Regions from separate parts of the Sus scrofa genome. Here all the other regions are linked to region 3. A link is a contact called in public Hi-C and HiChIP or PLAC-seq data. All regions are on one chromosome and are shown on one strand. The core of a region is the stretch at or near the end of the contact, and the rest is flanking DNA. Distances in the headings are between cores, read along the strand shown. Region 1 holds the start of CTXN3 (cortexin-3). Region 2 has its middle 93 kb from the start of CTXN3. Region 3 holds the start of LOC100516424.

What was found. Hi-C and Micro-C count contacts between places; a contact is called where the count stands out from the background. HiChIP or PLAC-seq counts read pairs in DNA pulled down with a chosen protein or histone mark.
Region 1: a Hi-C map of skeletal muscle shows a contact between it and region 3, with 2.5 times the contacts expected there. The contact joins the promoter of CTXN3 here to the promoter of LOC100516424 in region 3. A contact is called at or near these places in 2 of 47 Hi-C or Micro-C datasets (heart right ventricle and skeletal muscle) and 1 of 2 datasets of contacts at active chromatin or transcription factors (skeletal muscle).
Region 2: a contact with region 3 is called in an H3K27ac HiChIP or PLAC-seq map of skeletal muscle, with 7 times the contacts expected there. The contact joins the enhancer-like site here to the promoter of LOC100516424 in region 3. A contact is called at or near these places in 2 of 5 promoter capture datasets (fetal liver and fetal skeletal muscle), 5 of 47 Hi-C or Micro-C datasets (embryonic fibroblasts, fetal heart ventricle, heart right ventricle and 1 more) and 2 of 2 datasets of contacts at active chromatin or transcription factors (alveolar macrophages and skeletal muscle).

What each region holds. Positions count from the first base shown.
Region 1 is chr2:130,594,944-130,597,796 of Sscrofa11.1, forward strand. It overlaps CTXN3 (cortexin-3), which reads left to right and starts at 1,583. Exons shown (of 2, transcript XM_005661613.3): 1 at 1,583-2,418.
Region 2 is chr2:130,687,979-130,690,959 of Sscrofa11.1, forward strand. No RefSeq gene overlaps it. Among named protein-coding and RNA genes, the nearest start is that of CTXN3, 93 kb to the left of the region's middle. Within about 2 kb of position 1,328, at least 17 of the 83 cell types and tissues checked have an H3K27ac peak or open chromatin away from gene starts, as enhancers often do. A contact at or near this core is called in alveolar macrophages and skeletal muscle, where this site is marked.
Region 3 is chr2:131,015,178-131,017,991 of Sscrofa11.1, forward strand. LOC100516424 reads right to left here and starts at 1,364. Exons shown (of 6, transcript XM_021084715.1): 1 at 219-1,364. The coding sequence starts at 1,362. The coding sequence ends at 529. SLC12A2 (solute carrier family 12 member 2) reads left to right here and starts at 1,253. Exons shown (of 27, transcript XM_003123899.5): 1 at 1,253-2,165. The coding sequence starts at 1,440.

The DNA of each region.
Region 1 (2,853 bases), core at 333-2,832, 420 kb before region 3:
ATAGCATATATGATCTATGAAATCATCCAATTTCATCACCATTTCGTGTTTGAAACATGAAAGAGCTCTGTGTAGCCTTCTATGCTCCTTGTTTAAAGCTGGACCAGAAAGCAGAAATTTAGGAAGGAATTCAGAGAAGAGCTGTAAAGATGATTAAAGACTACAGAAACAGGACCTACTATGAAATGGTCAAAGACATAAACTACACAAAGCCTCATTCATTGTTTCAGAATTCAGGATAATTGACATAATGTAAGTGTGAGGGAGACGAGCCATTCCAATTATAATTATCTTATAAAAGCAATATCCAAACTTGGCTGGAGGGTCTTTGCAGCAGCAGATCTTCATCAAATGTTCTTGTCTTCACCTAGTTCGGATTCCTGGGGGGAAGCGCATTCTAACACAGTGGTTAATGACTGCAGCAAGGATGGAATAAAAGAAACATGCCAACTCATTTACACAAAGTAAGCAATGGAGGAGTCAGTTTAAACAGAAGTTGTCTCCGGGCGTGCGGGGGGGTGGGGGGTGGGGGCAGGGGTTGGAATCTACTGCTCTGGGGAGTTTTAAAAATAGGCCAGGCCCTCATCTCCCTGGGATGGCCTCAGCCTGTGGAGTAGCTAGGGAACAGCCCCTCGTGTTCCCTGCCACCTCTGCAGGGCTACAGGCTAAAACAATATCCGAGGGGCCTCCAGGCTGGGGGAGCGCCCGCAGTAACCCATGCTCATTTCTAACTAGAGTCCTTTCTTACCACAAGGAACAATAAGTGTGTAAGTGAGGGAGGGGTCAGAATGTTCCCTGAACCCAACTCTGCTGGCAGTACTGAGACAGGGTGCTCCATTCACCAATACCATCGGCTGAAAAGGGTGAAGGACACCAGTGAGCACTGAAGGGTAGTGCTCTGCTGGGTTTTATTCATCCCATTGTTTTCTTTGTCTCTGTGTGTGTGTGTGAGAGTGTGTGTGAGAGAGAGAGAGAGAGAGAACACATTAAGTTACACTAATTGTAAAAGAAATTCAGCTAAAAATCTGGAAGACATCTGGGAAAGCAATCTTGGTGTTCTTGTGAGGTTAGGTTCTAATGGCAAGCATTTGACTCTGACATGAGATTCTAACACTTAGCATTTGATTTTTCTCAGGCCTGAGGCTTATCCAGGATTGCTGTCTCTCGCTAGCAGATGGGGGTTTTCCTCTCCGAAAACGAGCCCCGTTCTAGTCCCTAGAGCTACTGGGTACTGGCCAACTTCTCGCAAGCGCTGAAGAGACAGCAGAGATGACAGGCACAGGCAGGGTTGGCTTTAAATATCATGCACCCCATCATTTGGTGGGTGGATGTTGTCACTGAGAGTGCTTCCACTTTAACAAAGAAAGTGGTGCGTTGCCAAAAAACAAGGATGTTTCGTCTTAAGGATGATGCTGAATTATTTCCAGAGAAGCATTTTTTTTTAAGATGAATATTATCCTAAAATATTTTCCAAACTTATTTCGGCACTTGAGCCAAGAAAAATAAGTCTTATGTCCCATAACTAGAATCTTTAGAATGAGAACAACTGGCAACAAAGATCCATCTTGATTCATCGAGGGGTCTCGGATGGCCTGTGTGGGGCAGGGTGCCTGCCAAAGTCACAGTTACGCAGGCCAGCCAAAGGAGACCATGGACCTGCCAACCCACAGCCTCGTAACTTTACAAACAGATGGTGAAAATAGGATGTTATTCTTTTTTAATTGTTCCTTCCCCATTGCCTCCCGTAATTGCTGCTTTTCTGAAAGGTCAATTTTGTTTTCTTTAGGAAAAGGAGTCTTTGCTTCATCTCCCAAATGTGAAATTGATGCCCTACCCTAGACGCCTTCCCATTAATTAAGTTGGCCTGAAGGTCATAAAGCGTAATCAATACGGAGGCTGGTTGCTGCAAGGGGCTAAGTGACATCCCCAAAGAGGACTAGTGTCAATACTCAATAGAGAAAAGCAGACCCCCGGTAGATTTATGGCTTTGATTTTGAAAAGGTGTGGGAATGCCCTGGGATGTGTTCACCCACACTCCTTTTGAATGTTAATGTTTTCTTGAAGATGATTTCAGACACACTGCTAGGATACTGCCTCTACTCACTGAAGCAGAAGCCTCTGAAGAGTTGCTGAGGCAGAACTGAAATCATGGCTCGTCTCAGAGAAGCAGCTGTACTGGCCGCTAAGGATGCCTCACACAGAAAGACGATGCTCCTTTAACTCGGGGCTTTTAATGGGAAGTTTCTAAGCCTGAAACAACAGCTTCGGATCTGGGGTGTGCCATCAGCTGCTTGCAGCTACCACTGTCTACAGCTTTAGCACAAGCCTGGTCGGGAAGAATGGAAACGAAAGAGGCTCGTAACTACCTGTAACTGTTCCACCAGGAAATGGATCAAGTGTTTGTTCAACCAGATCCAGGTATTTGTCCAAAATCTGTTTCTGTGATGGGCTAATTATATGCTTTTCTCGAACTTTACAATTTATGCATGAGCCAGAATCGCATGGATGACATTTGGATCCAAGATCTGAATTTAGATCTAGCTGTCAGATAAAGTCTAATTAAACAATTGCTAGGCAAAGTTAATGCCAGGGGGGTACAATGGAAAAATGCTTAATTGTAAAGCATGCTTAAGTTTATAAGGCTGCTGCCACTGGGTAAGGGAGCAGTAAGAGAGGCTGTTTTTCTTTGCTAAGCTGCAGTAAGTTTTGCCTAAAAGCTATTGCCCACTACATTATTTTTTCCCCGTTCACTTAAAACATCCAACCTTCCAAAAGGTAACAGGGATGTTTTAATTTGTTTATAAAGGCTCACAACCCAACAACTCATAATGACAGTGCTGCCCATCCCTGGAG
Region 2 (2,981 bases), core at 78-2,577, 330 kb before region 3:
TCTTTTTCAGATTCTTTTCCCATCTAGGCTCTTACAGAATATTGAGCAGAGTTCCCTGTGCTGTACAGGAGGTCTTTGTTAGTCATCTTTTCTGTAGTTGTGTGTATATGTCAATCCCAAACTCCCAATTAAAGCTTCTTTTAAATACTATCGATTTAGGGTTGATGGAACGCTAGCTAGCTTTCACTGGTAATCCAAATCATTTTGTCTATCCCGTAGCTGGGCCCTGGCCCGATGGGTTGGCCTGGTGGGCTAGAAACAAGTGGGGAGGGCAGAAGAAATAGCAGGGACAAAGATTTGTGCTGGGACTAGGAGTGGAAGCTCATGGCATTGTCAACCAATGGATCCTGCCTTTGAGAAGAGGATAAATGTCAACCTTATCTGAATTTTTGCCTCCTGGCTTTGTTTCTTAGTGATTCACATAGAACTAAGGCAAATAGATGCCTAGGGGTTCACCTACACTAAGCATCGATTGGTCCTGGGCCTCAGGTAACTTAAACTTAACCTTTCTAGGGTCCCTTCTAGCAAGGTCTCTGTTGGTTCACTATGAAAAAGAAGAAATGTAGACATAATGAGGAAATAAGAAGAGGGTGGTGCTTCCTCTCTGAGGTCACACAGATGACAGTTCTTTGTTGGCCTCTTCTAGCTAACATTCTTTATTTCTCTGCAGTTGTGTCACTAGGGTCAAAATAAGAGAATTGTGAAATCAAGATAATTTACATTTCAGGCTTTTAATCTGGGCTGTGCACAGCTCAAAGAAGTAAGTTTGCAGCACGTCAGCAAAGAAAGGGATGTAAGAATCCCACTCTTGTCCTGGATATTAATGGTAAGCAATTCAGGACATTGCTACATTTAGTTAAAGAAAACACTTGATTATATTTCCTGTAGGTTAAGATCAGTGGGAGAAAATGTCTGGAAATTAGGTAGTAGATAAAAGACTAGAAGGAGGAACAGAAAATAAGGAAAAGTGTTAAGAAGAAGAAAAAAGAAGAGGCAAAAGGTCTCAGAAGCTCATAATAAAGCAGTTTTTGCCTGTGTGCTGGCTTCTATCACCAGCACACACAGGACGGACAAAGAAAGGGGCTCTGATAGGCTGCGGTCTATGACCATACACATGCCAAGAGATCTCACAGCCTTGGGGCTAAGAAAGTGTCAGAAAACCCAGTTTCACAATGAAGCAAAGACCCAGAGGTGCCCCAGTGCAGAGGGGCTCAGCAGGCCAGTTCCTGACATACTTCCTCTGGCAACAGTGTTGGCTCCGTGTCTCTCATTCATCACTGGCTGCTGGTTCCTGGCTCCCAGCGGCAGGCCCAGGAGAGCTCAGGCTTTGTTTCTGCTCCACCACTTACTTGCTTTATGACCTTGGCCCGTTCCCTTGGTCGCTCCCAGTCACAGCTGTCTTACGCACACTCAAGGGGGCAAACACATTATTGCGAGGACTGAATGACATAAGTGTATCTGGCTCTCAGTTAGGGTCTCCGTAAATGTTAATTTATCTCAATTCCTGCTAGTGGTCATAAAAGAACTATGTGAATCTCTGAGTCTTGTGTCATGGGCTAGGGTGTGTGTCTGCATTATTTGCATAAGTTTCCTTTTTTATTGGTCTCTCTCAAAGTGGTTGAAAGACAACCACATCACAACAGAGTGGTTACTCATCATCTCAGAGACTTTCAACCAGGAGCGGCCCCCCTCCCCAGCCCCCTTGTCCGATCTGGTTTTTCCACTACCTCGCTGTCTCTCCTATTCTTTCTCAGCTCCTCCTTTGGTAAAGGGACTTTAGTACTTTGACCTTCTTTCTTTCCACTTCATCTTTTAAGTCTTCTGTCTGTTTCTGCTCATTCTCTGATTTTGCCCAGGCTGAGAGCTGAATGGGCAGTGCTGATATATGACCTTTTCAGCGTTTTGCCAGGGTCAGGGGCAACTGGGGAGTGAGAGGAGTCTATGATCACTTTCTCACCAAGGAGGTGAATCCAAGAATGACCATGTAGTCAGAATTTGCTTCATGCATCTTCTGGATACTCTACCTAGCAAAATATTGGTTGCATACTACGTGGGGCATAAACACTAGCCAGGAAAGAGATGTCATGATTTAAAGTAAGAGCTGGGAGGTAGGAACCTTGGTGGGGAACTCGAATTTTTTTTTTTTTTCCTAACCATTGTTTTTCCCAAGTAGGGATAAAACATAGATATGACACAGCAAGAAGGAATTTAAATAAATTATAAATAAATAAATAAATTCACAAAGAGGAATTTATTGGTGATATTCAAAATATGAAGACATTTCAATGGAGGATAATATGGTAGTTTTGTTTCCCAACTTTTCATGAAAGCACATGGGAGCCTTTTTCTTACTTCTTAGTAGTAGCTCAGGTGTCAGCTGACGTAGTTTTCCAGATGAGAGAGATACTTCCAAAAGCCCCACATAAAACTAGTAACAGGGGCTCCTCATATTCTCGTTCTTTACTGAATCTGACCAATTATGTTACAGTCAAAGACAATTCCTTTCCCTTTCTTTTTCCCTTGGGATCTCCCTAAGATCCTCCTTCATTTTAAAGAAAAATATAATGAGACAAAGCGTGAAAGGGGGTGCAGTAGGGGATGTTATTTAAGTTCACATCCTACAGGAATGCAGGTACAATGCCAGCCCTCTGCAGTGTATTGCCAATGGTGGGCAGAGAGTGGAGGAATTAACCTTTATTCAGCATCTATAATGTTCTCAGTACTCTAGATGGACAGACATTTCATCGCATGCACACATGAACACTATAAGAGGCACTATTATTATCATCCGCATGAGGGAAATGAAACTCAGAAACATTAAGTCATTTTCCCGAAGTCACATAATTAATAAACCATGAGGCTGATATTAGAATCTAAGTATTTTTAAAATTCAGAGGCCCTGTCTTAAAAGCATATGGTCATAGGTGAAAGCCATTTAAAAGGAGTTTCCTACACAAGCAGCAGTGAACAAAAAGAACTCA
Region 3 (2,814 bases), core at 114-2,613:
TCAATAATTATATTCCCCTACATTTTACAAGTAGGCCTGCACAGGAAAAGAGTACCTTTATGTTTTACTTGAAATAGCCCAATTCTTCATACCCCAAGCACGTCAAAACTTCCTAGTTAGTAGTCCACGGTTAGTTATTGCTTTCAGTGTATTCATTTATATGCTGTTTCCTATTTTGGGGGGGGAAATGCTACAAGTTAAAAAGGCTCCTTTCTCACCTTCGAACATCACAGCTTTTAAAATGATGGTGTAATCGGAAATGCAGACACACCCACTGCATCTCCACTGGAATTCGTATCTGGTTATGCAAATCTAACGCTGCCAGGCGGGTAAACGCCTCAAAGGCAGCCCAGAGGAAATCCTGCCTCCCTCTAGGCTCAGGCCTGGAGTGGGTGAGGGGATTCGCGGCGGTCCAGAGCTCCTAGCAAGGCCAGGCCTTGCTGGAGGGTGCACCTTGCCCCCAACTCCGGAAGCACCTGCGGGCCCAAGAAGAAAGCCCCAGACATCACCCGCAGGAGAGCAGGGCGGTTAGCGGCACCGGCATCGCCTCGGGTACCACGCGCCGCAGGGGAAGCGGCCGGGTAGTCCTGCAGCATCTCGCGAGATCTCGCCGGCTGGGTCCAATACTGAGAGCTCAGAAACGTAAAAAAAAAAAAAAAAAAAAAAAAAACCAAAAAAAGGAGCAGGCGATACTCTCCGGGGCCACCACCGCGGTGGCAGCTGTCGCTGGAACATCAGCAATAAGCGTGTGCCGAGGCAGGGGCAGCGCTCCCCTTCGCCGGCCCGGCCGGGCACCGTCCGCAGCCCGAGTTGCCGTGGCCTGGGCTGCCGGCCCACTGACGCGCGGTCCCAGGGGCGGGGAGAGAGGGAGGCGGCCGGGGGGCCCGTTCCTCTCCGCCGCAGAGCGGGGCGGGGGAGGGAGGTGGAGGGGTTGGAGGAGGACGACGGAAGAGGAGGAAGCGACGCGGAGATCTTCCCGGAGACGACAACGAGGCGGCGCCCGACCGCTCCCGGACTGTGCTGCTCGTGCTGCCCGAGGCCCGGCGTGGACTGGCCGGACGCGATTCCTGCGTTGGATCGCGCTGGAGCCTGGCACCGAGAGAGTCTCCGCTGCGCGCCACTGCGGGATCGCGGGTGGGCGGGCTGAGAGGCGGAGGAGCCGCGGGCCCCGCCTCCCGCGTGCAGCAGCCGGAGCCGCCACCACCGCGGCCCCGCCGAGGCTTTAAACAGCGGGGACCGCCCCGCGGCTGCTGCACTCGCGCGCAGACTCGCCTGTCGGAGGCGTTCGTGCCGGCCCGGGCTAGCGGCCGCGAGCGCGACTGGGAGAGCGACTCCCTTACCTGGCGTTGCGGCCGCAACCATCGCCGGCCAGGGGTGCGGAGGGCGTGCAGTCCGCGAGGTCCGCCAGGCTCTCTCGGTCCGCCGGGGGTCGGGCGGAGATGGAGCCGGGGCCCAAGGCGCCCTCCCCCGGCGCCCCGAGGCTGGCGGCGGGTGGGGAGACGCCTCCAGCCGCCGCGCTGGCTGCCGCCGGGGTGGACCTGCCCGGCACGGCGGTGCCCTCAGTGCCTGAGGATGCTGCGGCTGCGAGCCGGGGTGGCGGCGGGGTGCGCGGGGAGGGTGCCGCGGCGGCCGGGGACGGACTGGGCAGACCCTTGGGGCCCACCCCGAGCCAGAGCCGCTTCCAGGTGGATCTGGTTTCGGAGAATGCCGGGCGGGCGGCGGCGGCTGCTAGCGCTGGCGCGGGCGGCAAGGAGACCCCGGCAGACGGGAAAGCCAACGGCGAAAGCGGTCTAGCCAAAGGCAGCGAGGAAGCCAAGGGCCGTTTCCGTGTGAACTTCGTGGACCCGGCTGCCTCTTCGTCGGCGGATGAGAGCATGTCGGATGCGGCGGGGATCGGCGGCGAAGGGCCCAACGTGAGCTTCCAGAACGGCGGGGACACAGTGCTGAGCGAGGGGAGCAGCCTGCACTCGGGCGGCGGTGGCGGCAGTGGGCACCACCAGCACTACTACTATGACACCCACACCAACACCTACTACCTGCGCACCTTCGGCCACAACACTATGGACGCCGTGCCCAGGATCGACCACTACCGGCACACAGCGGCGCAGCTGGGTGAGAAGCTGCTCCGGCCCAGCCTGGCAGAGCTTCATGATGAGCTGGAAAAGGTGAGCTCCCCTGGCCCTCTCTCTGCAGCCCTGCCTGCTTCCCCCAGCCACTAGCCCTCGCTGACCGTGGGTTATAGTCGCGCACCCGCGGGTGAAGCGGTGGGAATGGACGTGCATGACTCGCTGGCATCTCTGGATTCAGCTGTCAAGGGTGGAATTGCAGAAGAATGTAACTTAATCTCTTAAAAGTTTGCAGCGGGTTGGGCTAGTTACGTGATACCGGAGAGACTGCATTTAACAACCTTTCCCATCCAGTTATATATCTTGCGTACGGTTTTTTTTCCCTCCTCACCCACGCTTAAACAATTACCATTCTTCTGAATGACAGTTGTGCTTTAAAGCCCCAGAAGGGAATGTGCAGGAGGTTTAGGTGAGGACTTCTCTCTGGAGAGCGTGGAGATCATCCACCTACCGTCGGTGTCCTTTTTAAAAGGTTGTACTATATGGCTTATGTACACCCATTAGGGTTCCCAAGAGTGGGGATATAAGTGTTTGAAGGGAAAAATCTTACCAGGGTGTGTTTGTGGTCTATGAATTATTAAGTCTCAATTCCTGCAATCTTGACTATGCAAAGATCATAGAAATCTTAGGTCTTGGGGCAAGCTGTTTCTGATTACGGCCTAAATTCACTTTTTTATAACCTAAACCT